Regions from separate parts of the Hordeum vulgare genome. Here region 2 is linked to region 1. The links are chromatin contacts, called in public Hi-C maps. All regions are on one chromosome and are shown on one strand. Each heading gives the region's core, a stretch centred on a gene start, on an enhancer-like site or on the middle of the called end of the contact. The rest is flanking DNA. Distances are from core to core; before and after follow the strand shown. Region 1 holds the start of LOC123403394 (MLO-like protein 13). Region 2 holds the start of LOC123402010.

Region 1 (6,565 bases), core at 1,291-3,790:
GACACTCGTGATTGTGCAGAAGTCACTGAACAGTACATCTTAGTATCTTACCAGAACAAAAGCTGATCTGAGTACTTGATAATCTGGTTTACCGACAGAATTATAAAACTGCTTGAAGAATGCAATCTGAAACAATATAGGAATAAAACCTTTGGAATAATCATACATATGATATACCGAGTTCACAATTTGAATTTGGAAAAACATTGTAACTTAAAGAATGCTCCATATAGCACACAAATATTGCAATAACTATGCAGAAGCTATGGTACTCAGCCATAAAATGTTTTATTGTGGTAACTTCATTGCAGTAAAGGCTATATTGGTGTTTGGTTTGGTCATGATATTGCCTTGTTGCAGAGGGACCTCAAATAACAAAAAGTGTAACACTGCACTGCACTTCACGCGCATGCCATCAAAATATCGTTACGTCATAATAGCTTTCCAGATCATTGTTATCCTTAGCTGACAATGAACCATCTTCGAGTGTTCTCACTTTTTACAAATAGCAATTTGACCACACATTGAATATTCGGTCTCCCAAACAAGAGAAAGAAACATATCTTTTTCATAGATATTTAGTAACTTACTGACAATACCTCCCCCTGTTTAATTTCATATGCAGCCATGGCATTTACGTTAAGATGTAAAAGATGATTTAATAACACTTTTGTCTTGGGAAAATAAATTGATAACCGCTCAGAAAAGCAGCTTCATTTTACTTGGGTAAACCCAAATAATTCTCATGACACTGTCATTCGTATTACAAATTAAGGATTTACAGTTGACTTTATAACAAAATAGAAGCATAAATGCATAATATAAGAGGGTTATATTACTTACAATCCATCTTACAACAGATGGTTTCATCCAGCCTGGCCTCTTTTCACGCTCGTCGAGTCTTCCTTGTTGAATTTCAGTCTCCCATTTATTCCACGTTCTCATCTACAAGTGCTTACCCTAGATGTGTTACCTTCAATATCATATCACGTGAAACACGTATTCATCCCAAGTAATAATAGTTATACCTTAGCTCCACCGAGTAACAGCGTTGTAACACAGAACAAAACATGCACCACACCAAGTACAAAGATAAAGATGTGCAGCTGATGCAGAGCCTCTTCAGATAGCATGGGAACTTCACCCTGGGCAAGAATGATGTTTCAGAATGACCAATCTGGCAAATATTCTTTACGATTCTTGGGACTGGCAATGTCTACCAATTATCATTAAACACACGTGATTATGTTTTGCTACTCAAAATATCACATCAACGGTACTATCAAAGGAAAATAGTAGACACTGAAGCCACAACCAGATATTTAGGTAATAAATGAACGGCACTAAACTTGACGGCAGCACAATCTTCACAGTTCATGGCCTACCTTTCTCTTGCAGAGTTTGGCAGCACCTTCTCTGGCTTTGGACTCTTCAATGCATGGAAGCATGATCCGTGCAGCACTCTCCGGGATGCAAATGCGATTGATGAGATTTTGACAGACGCTTAGTAGGAAAGAAATGAAACCCAGAATCATCAATTCTGCACAAGTAACCAATGAACAGATTAGGCAAGGCGAACAGACAGTTTTATACGGAAAGAATGAACTGGTACGAGACATTCTGCTTTGTGTGTCAAGGAATTTTTTGTTGGTTGGTATCTGATGCTTCTTTCCATATTGATTACAATCAGCTCAGCTATTGCAGTCTTAATCAGGAAACAACTAGCACATGTACAGATCATCAGCAGATCTGTACCTTCGGGTTCTAGTAGCCACCGTGCTTGAGATAATCGAGGTGAACGCTTGCCGTGATATCGAGCATATAAAAAGAAGTTGTGCAGCAATCTAACTAAATCCTAGGATAACGCTCCTACCTTCTTTGACTCTCTGCAGGGCTGAGAATAGTGCTTCTTGGCCATTGAATTTGAGCACCTGCAGAGAGATAGGTTTCTTATTACATATAGCATATACTATCATCGAAAACTTCAACCAACATAAAATAATGTGGGGACATACGCAGAACAGGAAGACTAAATATTACTGTAGAGATCATAACAGGAATGCGAAACAGATAGGTAGGGAGGGAGCAGGTCGGGGGTGCCGTGCCTTGCCGAGGCGGTGGAGCAGGCGCTCGGCGGCGAGGGAGATGGCGACGATGATGAGGCATACGGAGGCGACCACCCACGTCGGCGTGAGCGCCAGCGACTGCTCCTCCTCCTCTCCCTGCCCCATCTCCTCCTCTCCCGCCTTGCCGATTCGAAGCCGCTACCCGCACCATGTGGCTGATATAGGAGGATGCAGGCGCGGCGGTGGTGGGGCATCACGGGCTCACGGCACTGCAGCAGCGACCGGTGCGACGGCCCCCTCCACGCGCCGGATCTGCGGCGGGGAGCCGGGGACAGCGCCCCGGAGGATCCCAGAATCCCAGGCCCCGCCATGAGAGAGAGCGGGCGCCGCACGTGAACGTGCCCTCGGGGCGCTCTCGACTCAGTCGCTGTCGTCCCCCGCGAGGCGCCAGGCCCCGCTTCCCTTTCGAGTTTTGTTCCCGCCTGTGGAACTCGTGAGCGGCCAGCGCCTTTCACGGCTTCGACGGCGTGAGCGGGAGGAAGGTGCCAAGGAAAAAAAAAAAGGATTGGCGTGCAATGGACTCTGTTTGTTTGGGGGGGCGGTGGGCTGTACCGACGTGGACGCTGGCCCTGCCGGGAACGCGAAAAATCAAAACCATGCGCGCACGTGTCCCGTCAGGTATATCAAAATGTTGTTACCAAAAAAAGGTATATCAAAATGTTTGGATAGCCTAAAAACAAATCGAAATGTTTGGAGGGGGAATCGCCTTGGTGGTGATAGATAGATGGAGACAGCGAACCGTCGACGTCCCGGGGATTTTGTGGCTCGTGTGACGTTGTCTTTGCCTACGCGCACGGCAGGCCATGTGAAAAACTATTTTTCAAAAGGTTTCTGCATTTACATGATGCACGTAATTATTTTATTAATTATATATAAAATTATAAAATAGTATATCAGTAGGCCTGTTAAAAGGGGAGATTTTTACTTTTTAGCCTCTGCATCAAGTAAGGATGCATACAGTTAATTTAGTATCAAGATTTTCTTTATGAATGGTTTCACCCCGGCCATGTGAAAAACCTATGTTCTGTTCTCCATGTCAATGAACCTCCAGATTTATTTGTGGTTAAACTTTTGTGTTGCGTACTATGTTCTGTTGAATTAGTTGCATGTGGTTTGGATTTGATAGATTTTTCAGATTATTACATCGTTGAATTGATTTTATTTGTTGAGCTTACCAAAAAATTGTTGATATAGCGAACTGAGCATGGTTTAAATGGTTAGATTCTTTAAGGTAAAACCAACTCGGTTGTGTTTACTATATTTAATACGATGCTCGTATTTTTTGAATTTTATATTAGACTTTCAAGCAATGTTTCTTTAGTGAGAGACGACATTATCGTTGATTAGTCTATGAAGACTTCGTCAATCTTAAGATTTATCGGTTGGTCTTTTGAAAGAGCTCACACGAGCAACGTGAATATTGCCGATATACAAAGAAAGTGATCTGTAACTTTCACTGAAATGCTAAATGCAAATGGTTCTTTTCAGCTAACATTTTGATATTCGGCTAGTGAAAAGGACATAACCTGTATGTGGAGCAGATTTTCTACGACACTATGAACAATTTTTTGTAGAGCATATCCTTAACTACAAAAATTTTGACAGGCAGATCAAGAATTCTATCATCTTTGCTTTCACATATGTGATTGTCGTGTCGATAAATGCAAACCGGCTACTCATTATTCACCCCACATGGTTCTCGATCTTTATGCATGAAATATGGAAGTATCTAAATCTCCGAAACATGGAGACCCACATGTATATATTGATAGGTTGTAGCGTACAGGGTTGGAGGCACCTTAGCTAACCACCGGAGAAAATACGGGTCAAAGGGATAAGAGAAGGAGAAGAATAAAACATATATCTCCTAACTAATCTAACCTCATAGCAGACCTAACTTGAGACACAAGGTTGCGCCCTATACATAGTACAATGTGACAAAATGACATGTTTAACACCCTTCCTTAATCCGAACTTCGCAAATTTAGATTACGCTTAAACTCTTCAAACGATCTTGTGGGCAAAGCCTTTGTAAATCTGTCTACAACTTGATCTTTTGAGGGAACAAACTGAATCTCCAACTTCTTGTTAGCAACCCTTTATCGGACAAAGTGGTAATCAATTTCCATATATTTCATTCTTGCATGAAAAGAGGATTAGCAGAAAGATATGTGGCATCAAGATTGTCACACCCAACCTTGCTCAAAAAATCAGTTGCCTATTTTTCCTGAGAGAGATGAAGACCACCTTTTGTGGTTCTCTTGACATCAATACCAAGAAAGGAGTGAAGATCACCTAGATCCTTGAGAGCAAAATTAGAGTGCAAATCATGCAAAATAGTTGTTACTGTCTCATTGGAGGAGTTGGTGACAATGATTTCATCCACATAAATGAGCACAAAGATAATTGTGTGTGACTTATTGTAAATGAAGAGGGATGTATCAGATTTGGAAGGACTAAAGCCAAGTGTTTGCAATTTGGAGCTCAACCGAGAGTACCATGCCCGTGGAGCTTGTTTCAAACCATAGCCTGTAGATATGAGATGGTTTGTTTTTATCCTCAAACCCAGGAGGTTGGTTAATATACACTTCCTCTTCCAGAACACCGTGAAAAAACACATTATGCACATCTAGCTAGAGGAAATTCCAATATCTGGAAACAACAATGGACAGAACGAGATGAATGGTGGCAGCTTTAACAACAGGACTAGAAGTATCCTCATAATAGAGTCCATACCTCTGTTTAAACCCCTTGGCCACAAGTATGGCTTTATAGCGATCAATGATTCCATCAGACTGTCGTTTGATGCAATAGGCCCACTTGCAATCAATCACATTTTTGCCTGACATGACATGAACAAGATGCCAAGTGTGATTTTTTAAGAGCATGAAACTCATCACCCATAGCCTTTTTCCATCCTGGATCAGTGATGGCCTCACTGATAGTGTGTGGTTCTCCTGAGAAAACAGATGCAGCAACTAAACCATATTTATTTTTATAATTAACAAGTTGAATAGTGCATGCACAAAGACGCGTGCGAGGTGGCTTTGTCATGAGCTCAAAGGATCCGGGCTAAGCTGCAGCTCGATGTACAGTAGATGCCAATCCCGAAGCTGCAGGATCACCTGGGCGGGTCGGATCTTCTATGGTGGGATGTGTTGATGGCGGCAGAGGAGAGACCACAAAAGATACAGACGTGTGGGGCGGACGAGGCGTATCAACATCAGATCCCACATCGGGTCCAGTTGGCGTGTCGACACACGACGACGAGGTCCTCCTGGCGAAGACGCATGGGACCGACGCAAAGTGTTTGGAAACATTGCATGAGAAACAAAAAAAAATCATACGCTCACCAAGATCAATCTAGGAGATGAACATCTACGAGAGGAGATATTGTATTTACATATCCTTGTAGATCGCTTAGTGGAAGCGTTAAAGGACACGGTTGATGTAGTGGAACGTCTTCGCGATCCAATCACGATCCATTCCACGAACTCCCGATCAAGCGCCAAAGAGACGGCACCTCCGTGTTCAGCACACCTACAATTCGATGACGTCCCCGCCTCCTCGATCTAGCAATCGAGGGCAGAGTGGTTGATGAGTTCCCCGGCTGAGCGACGGCATGACGTTGGTGGTGGTGTAGCTGTCCCGGCAGGGCTTCGCCAAGCACTACCGAAACAATCTAGAGGAGAAACACATCTAGAGGGAGAGAGAGGCATCCCTTGGCTTTTTCAGGTGGTGTTGCCCGCTCTCCCCTTAAGTATGTATAGGGGAAGGGGTGGAGGCGCCCATCCCTAGGGTTTCCCCTTTTGGGGCGGCGACCAAGGGTGGAGGCATCCTAGAGGTGGATTACTGATGATGAGATGATGTATATACATCTCGCACCTTGTTGATTACCCCAAGTGGAAGGTTGAGATGTAGTCAGCAGCAAGTTTTCCTTCACACGGGAATTGTAAGGTTTATCGAACCAAGAGGACTCCTAGGATCAACAAGTAGGTGTCTCCCACCCTGGCGCTAACAGAAGACGTGAACCTGCACACACACCAAATAACTTTGCTCCCAACGAGTACAGAGAGGTTGTAAATCTCTCCGGTCTTGTAGTTTGCAAAGGATCAGAACACGGCGGGAATAGTAATAATTATTGCAACAAAAAAGTAAATGAAAACTGTAAATGATGGAGGTGTAAACAATGATGGTGATATGGACCGGAGTCACATGATGTTCACTAGTGATGTCTCTCTCTCAAAATACGATAAACAACTATGCTTGGGTAAACAAATCACACTTGGGCAATTCACAGAATTATGAACGCACCGCAATGCTAATTATGCTACTTGATAGTTAGAGGTTCAATAGTAATGGGCAGTACGCCAAGACAAGTAGACCGTTTATTCATCAGCATCTACTTACTAATCGTCCACCTTGAGATATCTATCCAG
Region 2 (6,565 bases), core at 1,304-3,803, 310 kb after region 1:
CTGCTGAGATTAGATCACCACCAACCTCCGGAGCGCCGTCACGCTGCCGGAGAACTCATCTACCTCTCCGTCTCTCTTGCTGGATCAAGAAGGCCGAGATCACCGTCGAGCTGTACCCGTTCGGCACTAGATCGGAGCGGATCGTGGGACGGATCGCGGGACGGTTCGCGGGGCGGATCGAGGGACGTGAGGACGTTCCACTATATCAACCGCGTTCACTAAGGCTTCTGATGTGCGATCTACAAATGTACGTAGATCGGAAATCACCTCTCGTAGATGGACATCACCATGATAGGTCTTCGTGCGCGTAGGAATTTTTTTGTTTCCCATACGATGTTCCCCAACAAGTGGAACATGTGCCACTGGTTAATTTCGGGCGCTGCTATACCTTGCTTCTAGCGAGACTGAGGGAAGTACCCCGTGAAGGGAGGCGTGAGATGGGTCGAGCCCCATGCGCGGAAGACCAGAACCTCCATTTTTTTCTTTTTGTTCATGATTTTTGCTTCTTCTTTTTTTCATTTTGCTTATACTTCCAAATATTCTAAATAAATATATTACAAAACACTTTATGTAAAAAAATTAAAAATTGTAGCAAAACTGGTTCTCATGTACAAAATGTGTATGAAAATCAGCCATGTATTTCAAGAATTAGTGTTGTATTTGAAAATATTAATCTAGCATTCTGAAATATCAAATGTGTATAGAAAAAATATTGACATGTATTAAAAAATGTTAATCTTATATTTAAAAATTATTAATCAAGCATTTGAAAAATGAAAAAAATGTTGAGCATGTATTAAATAAATCTTGTATTTGATAAATGTGTATGAAAACAATATTGACCATGTATTCAAAAGATGTTAACTTGTATTCAAAAAAATTACATATGTATTAGAAAAAAATGAATTAGATATATACCAAAAAATAATAACAAGTTCTAGAAAATGCGAATCATATAGTAAATAATGTGTATGTATTCAAAAAATGTTGAATGCGTACTAAAAGAATTAAAGTGTGTTAAAAAAAACTGATGAAAATCAACATACAAACGAAGAAACAAAAAAGAAAAAGCAAAGAAAACAACAAAAAATGGATAAATAAAAAGATACCAAATTGTAACAAAGAAAAAAGGTAAAATAACAAGTAAAAACAAATTTATGAGAAAGAAAAAAATGGAATAAAGCGTTGAAAAAACGAAAGGATCCAAAGAAAAATGAAAAAAAGAACAAAAAAGAAAAAAAAGCAGACAAATGCAACCATTGTACGAGGAAAAAATTCAAAGAACAAGTGAACGAAACGAACAACCCACGGAACGAGAAAATCCGTTAATTGGCAGCCATATACCCGCAGCCTCTTCAGGGGAGCCGAGGGCTATACTTGCTATAATAGCCTCTCGCGATTAATTCTTATAGTAGATGGTGCGATTTAAATATTTAACCAAAAGTGTATATCAAGGTAATCAATGCTGATCTCCAACTGTCAGGGACAGAGCCAAGATGAATGCATGGAAGGGGCAAGTTTGCTCACGAAGGAGGAAATATTTCATGTTTTAGAAAATTTTGGCTGAAATAACTATTAACATTGAAGAAAAATCAATTCATTAAGGAGGGTCTAGCCCCATCTCCCCCTAGCTTCGTGCCTGTCGGTTGCATATTAAAAAATGTTTGAAAAGTTACAATACATTAATGTTAAATTTATTATTTTTGTATCTCATGCAATGCTTCGTGTTTTGGTTATTTTGTGACGACATCAAATGGTGTTGTGTCAATGCACCAATGTTTTTTCAAATTTTTATAATATTTTAAAAAAAGACTTTTGACTTCAGCCAGCGGATTGCACGCAAGCATCCGCTGTCTTGTCCGCACGACGTGTGTTGCTGCTTGCTTCTTGCTTTACGTTAGCAATGTCTCTGTTGCAAAAGGAGTTGTCCTGAATGTCAGTTACACAAGATTAAAAATTGCAAAGAAATTTCTATTGTAATTGCAAAAAAAAAAAAAAATTACGCATGTTGCCGAAATTTCCTGTAATATGACATGTGTTGCAATACTAGAAAGTGTTGCTTGGTCGCTCATTTTGTCAAATTCGACAGTACACGAGGCGTGGAGCATTTAAAATGATTAGTCGACAAACGCGTAGCAACACCTTATTTTTAAATGTGCAACGGGTCCGGTGCAAAACAGGATATTTGTTCTTTCTCTTGTTCTTGATTTTTTTAGAGGTTCCTCTTGTTTTTGATGATATTGTATAATAGAATGACGAACCTATTTCTCCGCTTTTTCGCCGACGAATCTGAATTAGCACCAATGGTCCAAGCAATATGAGGCTATTCAGATCCTCGCAAGGCCCAGATCAGGCGCACCCACGTCGGCACCTGCCTACACCTAAAAAAAAAAACGAAAAAAAAAACTGCGCCGTGCGATTGCTCGCGTCGAAGTCCGTGCGAGCGAGCGAGCGAACCGAAGCCACGACCTCTCATTCGAACGTTACTCCACCCGATTTCAACTCCATTCCCTCCTTCCATATTTACTCCCCCCCTTTCCAGCCGTTAGCGCTCTCTCGTTCCGATTCGCCGTCGCCGCCGCCCTAAACATCCCCCACCCCTCCCCTCCCCTCCCCTCCCCTCCCGCTCTCCCCGAGACGGAGAAGCACGGACCGGCGACGAGGTGAGGTGAGGACTCGGCGTCTGGCTTCTCGATCTCCTGTCGTCGGAGGGTGGCTGTTGTACCGGCGGGTTTCCGATTTCATTACGTCCCTTTTCTGGTACGCTCCGGTTCTTGATGGCTTCGCTTGGTGCGGTCGCCGTACCGCGGTTAGATTTGGGGACTTTTTTTTCCGTTCTAGTCCGTGCCATGCCGCCGTGGTGCTAGTTTTTCAGGTGCGGACTTGGGAGTTCCTTCCCGTTTCCGGTTTTCATCCAAGAAATCCCAGTTTTTCGTTACCCTGTTCCATATTATTCTACCCATGAAACCATCTTGGCCTCAAATCTTGGGGGGTCCACGTGACATCAGCTGAGCCAAAATTTCCGGCTTTCGTTGCTCGGTGCTGAATCCTCTTCTGCCAGACAGCGAAGATAGGGCAGGTTTTTTGTTTGGGGGGTTTGATTTTGTTCCTCCAAACTTTCCAAGAGTTGTCTATGCTGGATTTGTGTTTACTTCTAAAAGTATTTGGCCACCATTCTTGTTTTCCTTTTTTTGGCCGAAAATACCACAATGCCTTTTTGTTTTGTTTTTATTAACTTCTCCGGGAGGCAGATCCTGACAGTGTGAATTTTGGTATATTTATTTCTGCAGGTAGATCGGAGCTGTATAAGAATTTTTTCTGCCAAGGTTGGCTAGTTGATAACAAGCACGCAGGCACAATGGCTGCTGAAGTTGGGCAGCCGTTCAGTGGATGGTCACACTCAGATTCGCCCTACAACGACCTCTGCACACAGGTAGTATCCTCTGCTTCGAGTTCGAATTCATTCGTTGCTTCACCTTTGGTTGCGAACTTGAATTATCAACTTAAATCTCATAGTTAAATAGCTCCTTGATATCGTAGTGCTGTTGGGGAATATTTGAGATGTCAACACTGCATGACATAGTTGATGCTGCCTGAATCTTGTTTCTGTAGTTTCTTGTCTTGTTGAGAAATATTTGAGATGTCAACATTGTATGACATAGTTGGTGCTGCCTGAATCTTGTTTCTGTAGTTTCTTTTTGGGAAATATTTGAGATGTCAACATTGTATTGCATAGTTGGTGCTGCCAGAATCTTGTTTCTGTAGTTTCTTGTTGCGTTTTGAGGAGACTATATGATGGTAATTCTGTTTTTATTCACTGCCGACGCAAAAGGTTAGGCGATTCTTGAATACTGTACCGGTGGTCGCAAATATTTGAATACTGTCTGCTACTTATATTTATTTTGGCTGTTGCACAAACAACAAGACAAAGGCTATAGGTAGCATTATATTAAATTTATCTTACATTTGCATACGTCTTAACCTTAATTTGACCATGCTTTGTAGGGTTCTTGTGTTTTTCCTATTCCTGTGAATCAAACACCCAGTTTTGCAGATTCATGTGTTTTTCACAATCCTCTGTTTTGCACATGGAATCCTATCTTATTCTGGAGTTTTTCGTATTCCTGCATTTTTAAATCACATGAATTAAAGAGGTCCTATGAGTTGTATCTATAGAGTTTGTAGCTAACTAAACAATGCTCTATAAATATTATTTAGTTAGTCATTGTTGTCTGTTTTTCTTCTAATAAATTGAAAGAGTCTCTAATTTTGCGTCTACTGTCCAGGACGATTCAGTTCAGAAAATGGTACTTGATCATGGCTCAGTGTCATTTGGTAGATTTGCAGAAGAGTCTTTGTCATGGGAAAACAGATCAGTATTCGGACACAACAGACGTCAGGAGGAGATAAGCAAACTCACACTGCCTGGTTTAGTTGCACAAAAGAAGGCATATTTTGAAGAATATTACAAGAGGAAAGCTCAGAAAGCTAAACATCTAACTGAAGCCACATCGGAAGAAAGGAGCAATGATGACACTCTGGACCATAGTAAACAGGAAGATAATTCACATGCAGTTGTTCCCGAAGATCCCGTGGATACTGCTCCAAGCTTCAGTTGTCAACCATCTACTGAAGTGAGCTCATCGGATGAGAATAAACACAATGAACCCCATGGGCTAGGATATTTGACATTTAATCCTCTGTTTTCGAGGATAACAGAGGAGGCATCTAGTACTGGTCAAAATCAACATGTTGATGGTGAGTTTTGTTGTGCCACACGCACACGTAGTAAACATGGTCTCAACCACGAAACCATGGAGAGAAAGGTTCTTGCACCAAAGCATGTGGTTTCAACTGATTATGGTGAAAGTAATGTTGCTGCGTCGAGAATTATCTTGCCTATAGCAAGTTTGAAAGCTGGTGTTCAGAAACAGGAACCAAGAAAGAACATAGTGCCAGCTGCCGTTAACGGGTTGACAAAGGGCACCAAGGTAATGTACTATTGGATTGATATTTATTGTTTATGTACGCGCGCGGGGGTGGGGTGGGGGGATGACTGACAAGATATGAGAGAACAGAGCTAGTTTTTGAAGTCGCTTCCTGCTTTAGCGGCAAGTAAATTCTAGATAGTCAATAGAATGTTGTACTCATATATTGGGATAATCAATTTGCTGCAATTACATGGCTGGTGTGAGTTTTGGCTTTGTATGAGATTTGGCAGTTTCGAAGGGCGTAAATTCCATAATATGAATTATATGACTTACATGTGTGAATGAGCCAGATCGTTTTCCAGGATAGTACTAAAGAAAGCTTTCCATTGTTGGTTTCTTCCTTTGATTGTTTTATATATGCCATGCAAAAGTTAATGTCATTTATCTCATATGTCCATGTTTATTATTTCAGGACCCATCAAGCTGTCTGATCCAAATTCCGAGAGTACATTTAAGAAGAAACTCCGAAAACGTGAACTATGAAGGCTTGAAGGATCCTTTCCACAAGAGGGTTGAGATGAAATTGCGTGCTTTATCTGATAGGATGAGTGCTGACAGAGCTGCTGCATCTTCTAGATCTTCTCCGTATCCAAATGCTGATAGAGCCGCCATTGCTTCCAGATCTGCTTTGTGCCAGAATACTGATAGATTCCTTGCACCATCTAAATCAGCCACACAAGCTTCTCACAAGTCTTCCAAAGAAGTACAGCCTGCAGCTACCCTTCCTCGTACAAATTTCTACAACAAGGGATCGTGTGTTTCTCATGTTGCCTCTAGCAACAGCAGCACTACTGGGAAGTTGGCTACCAGAAGCTCAGTTATGCCCAATTCATCCCAAAATAATGCAAAACCCTTGCAGACTGCTCAGGTAGCTTTTGCCCAAATGTTGATTTATCCTTTGAAGTTATTCACAGATGCAACTCTAGTTGCTGGCTTCTACATATGGACCATGATTTTCCTTTTGCTAATCGTCAGAAGACATTTTTGAAAGTTCAGTATAAATAGTTAAAGGCTTCTAATGGTGTATGGAAAGTCAAACCACACAGTTGTGATAAGCTTAATTACTCTTGGCAGGTCGCATCGAAAAGAGGCGCAGGTCTTACCAGTACAAGCAATGGATCGCAGAACAAAAGGTCTTCATTTTAATTAAATTTCTATTCAACATATATTGTGGAGATCTTGAATATTATTAAAACCTCTATGCTTGTTTGAACTGATTTTCAGGAAGCAACTGAGCACACCGGCGGCATCGGTTGGAAATAGCCAGACTAAAGGATCTATGTACATGTCTATACCCACAAGTGCAAGGTTTGTTCCTGGAGTGTGGAATGATTTATAAATTTGGGGTGAAATATCTGTTTCTTTTTCATGAATTGCTCCGTTCTTCTCTGCAGAAGTAGCGGCAGCGGCATTCAACCTTACAAAGCTGCAAAGGCACCCAGGATTTCAAACAGGAGGAACACAGTAGCGAAGGTAAAAACACTACCCTGGGATGATCCGTGGGATTATTATTATAGACTAAAATCGCTTCCAAATCATAGCACTTGCTAACGTGGCTCTGTTGTAGACTCAAA

The links. Hi-C and Micro-C count contacts between places; a contact is called where the count stands out from the background.
Region 2: a Hi-C map of leaf shows a contact between it and region 1, with 5 times the contacts expected there. The contact joins the promoter of LOC123402010 here to the promoter of LOC123403394 in region 1. A contact is called at or near these places in 3 of 6 Hi-C or Micro-C datasets (leaf and seedling) and 1 of 1 datasets of contacts at active chromatin or transcription factors (embryo).

Annotation. Positions count from the first base shown.
Region 1 is chr6H:147,018,273-147,024,837 of MorexV3_pseudomolecules_assembly, forward strand. LOC123403394 (MLO-like protein 13) reads right to left here and starts at 2,541. Exons shown (of 13, transcript XM_045097330.1): 1 at 2,106-2,541; 2 at 1,874-1,931; 3 at 1,386-1,540; 4 at 1,029-1,145; 5 at 844-945; 6 at 52-126. The coding sequence starts at 2,231.
Region 2 is chr6H:147,324,480-147,331,044 of MorexV3_pseudomolecules_assembly, forward strand. It overlaps LOC123402010, which reads left to right and starts at 2,554. Exons shown (of 10, transcript XM_045095863.1): 1 at 2,554-2,760; 2 at 3,291-3,433; 3 at 4,287-4,991; 4 at 5,404-5,859; 5 at 6,066-6,124; 6 at 6,216-6,299; 7 at 6,386-6,464; 8 at 6,559-6,565. The coding sequence starts at 3,359.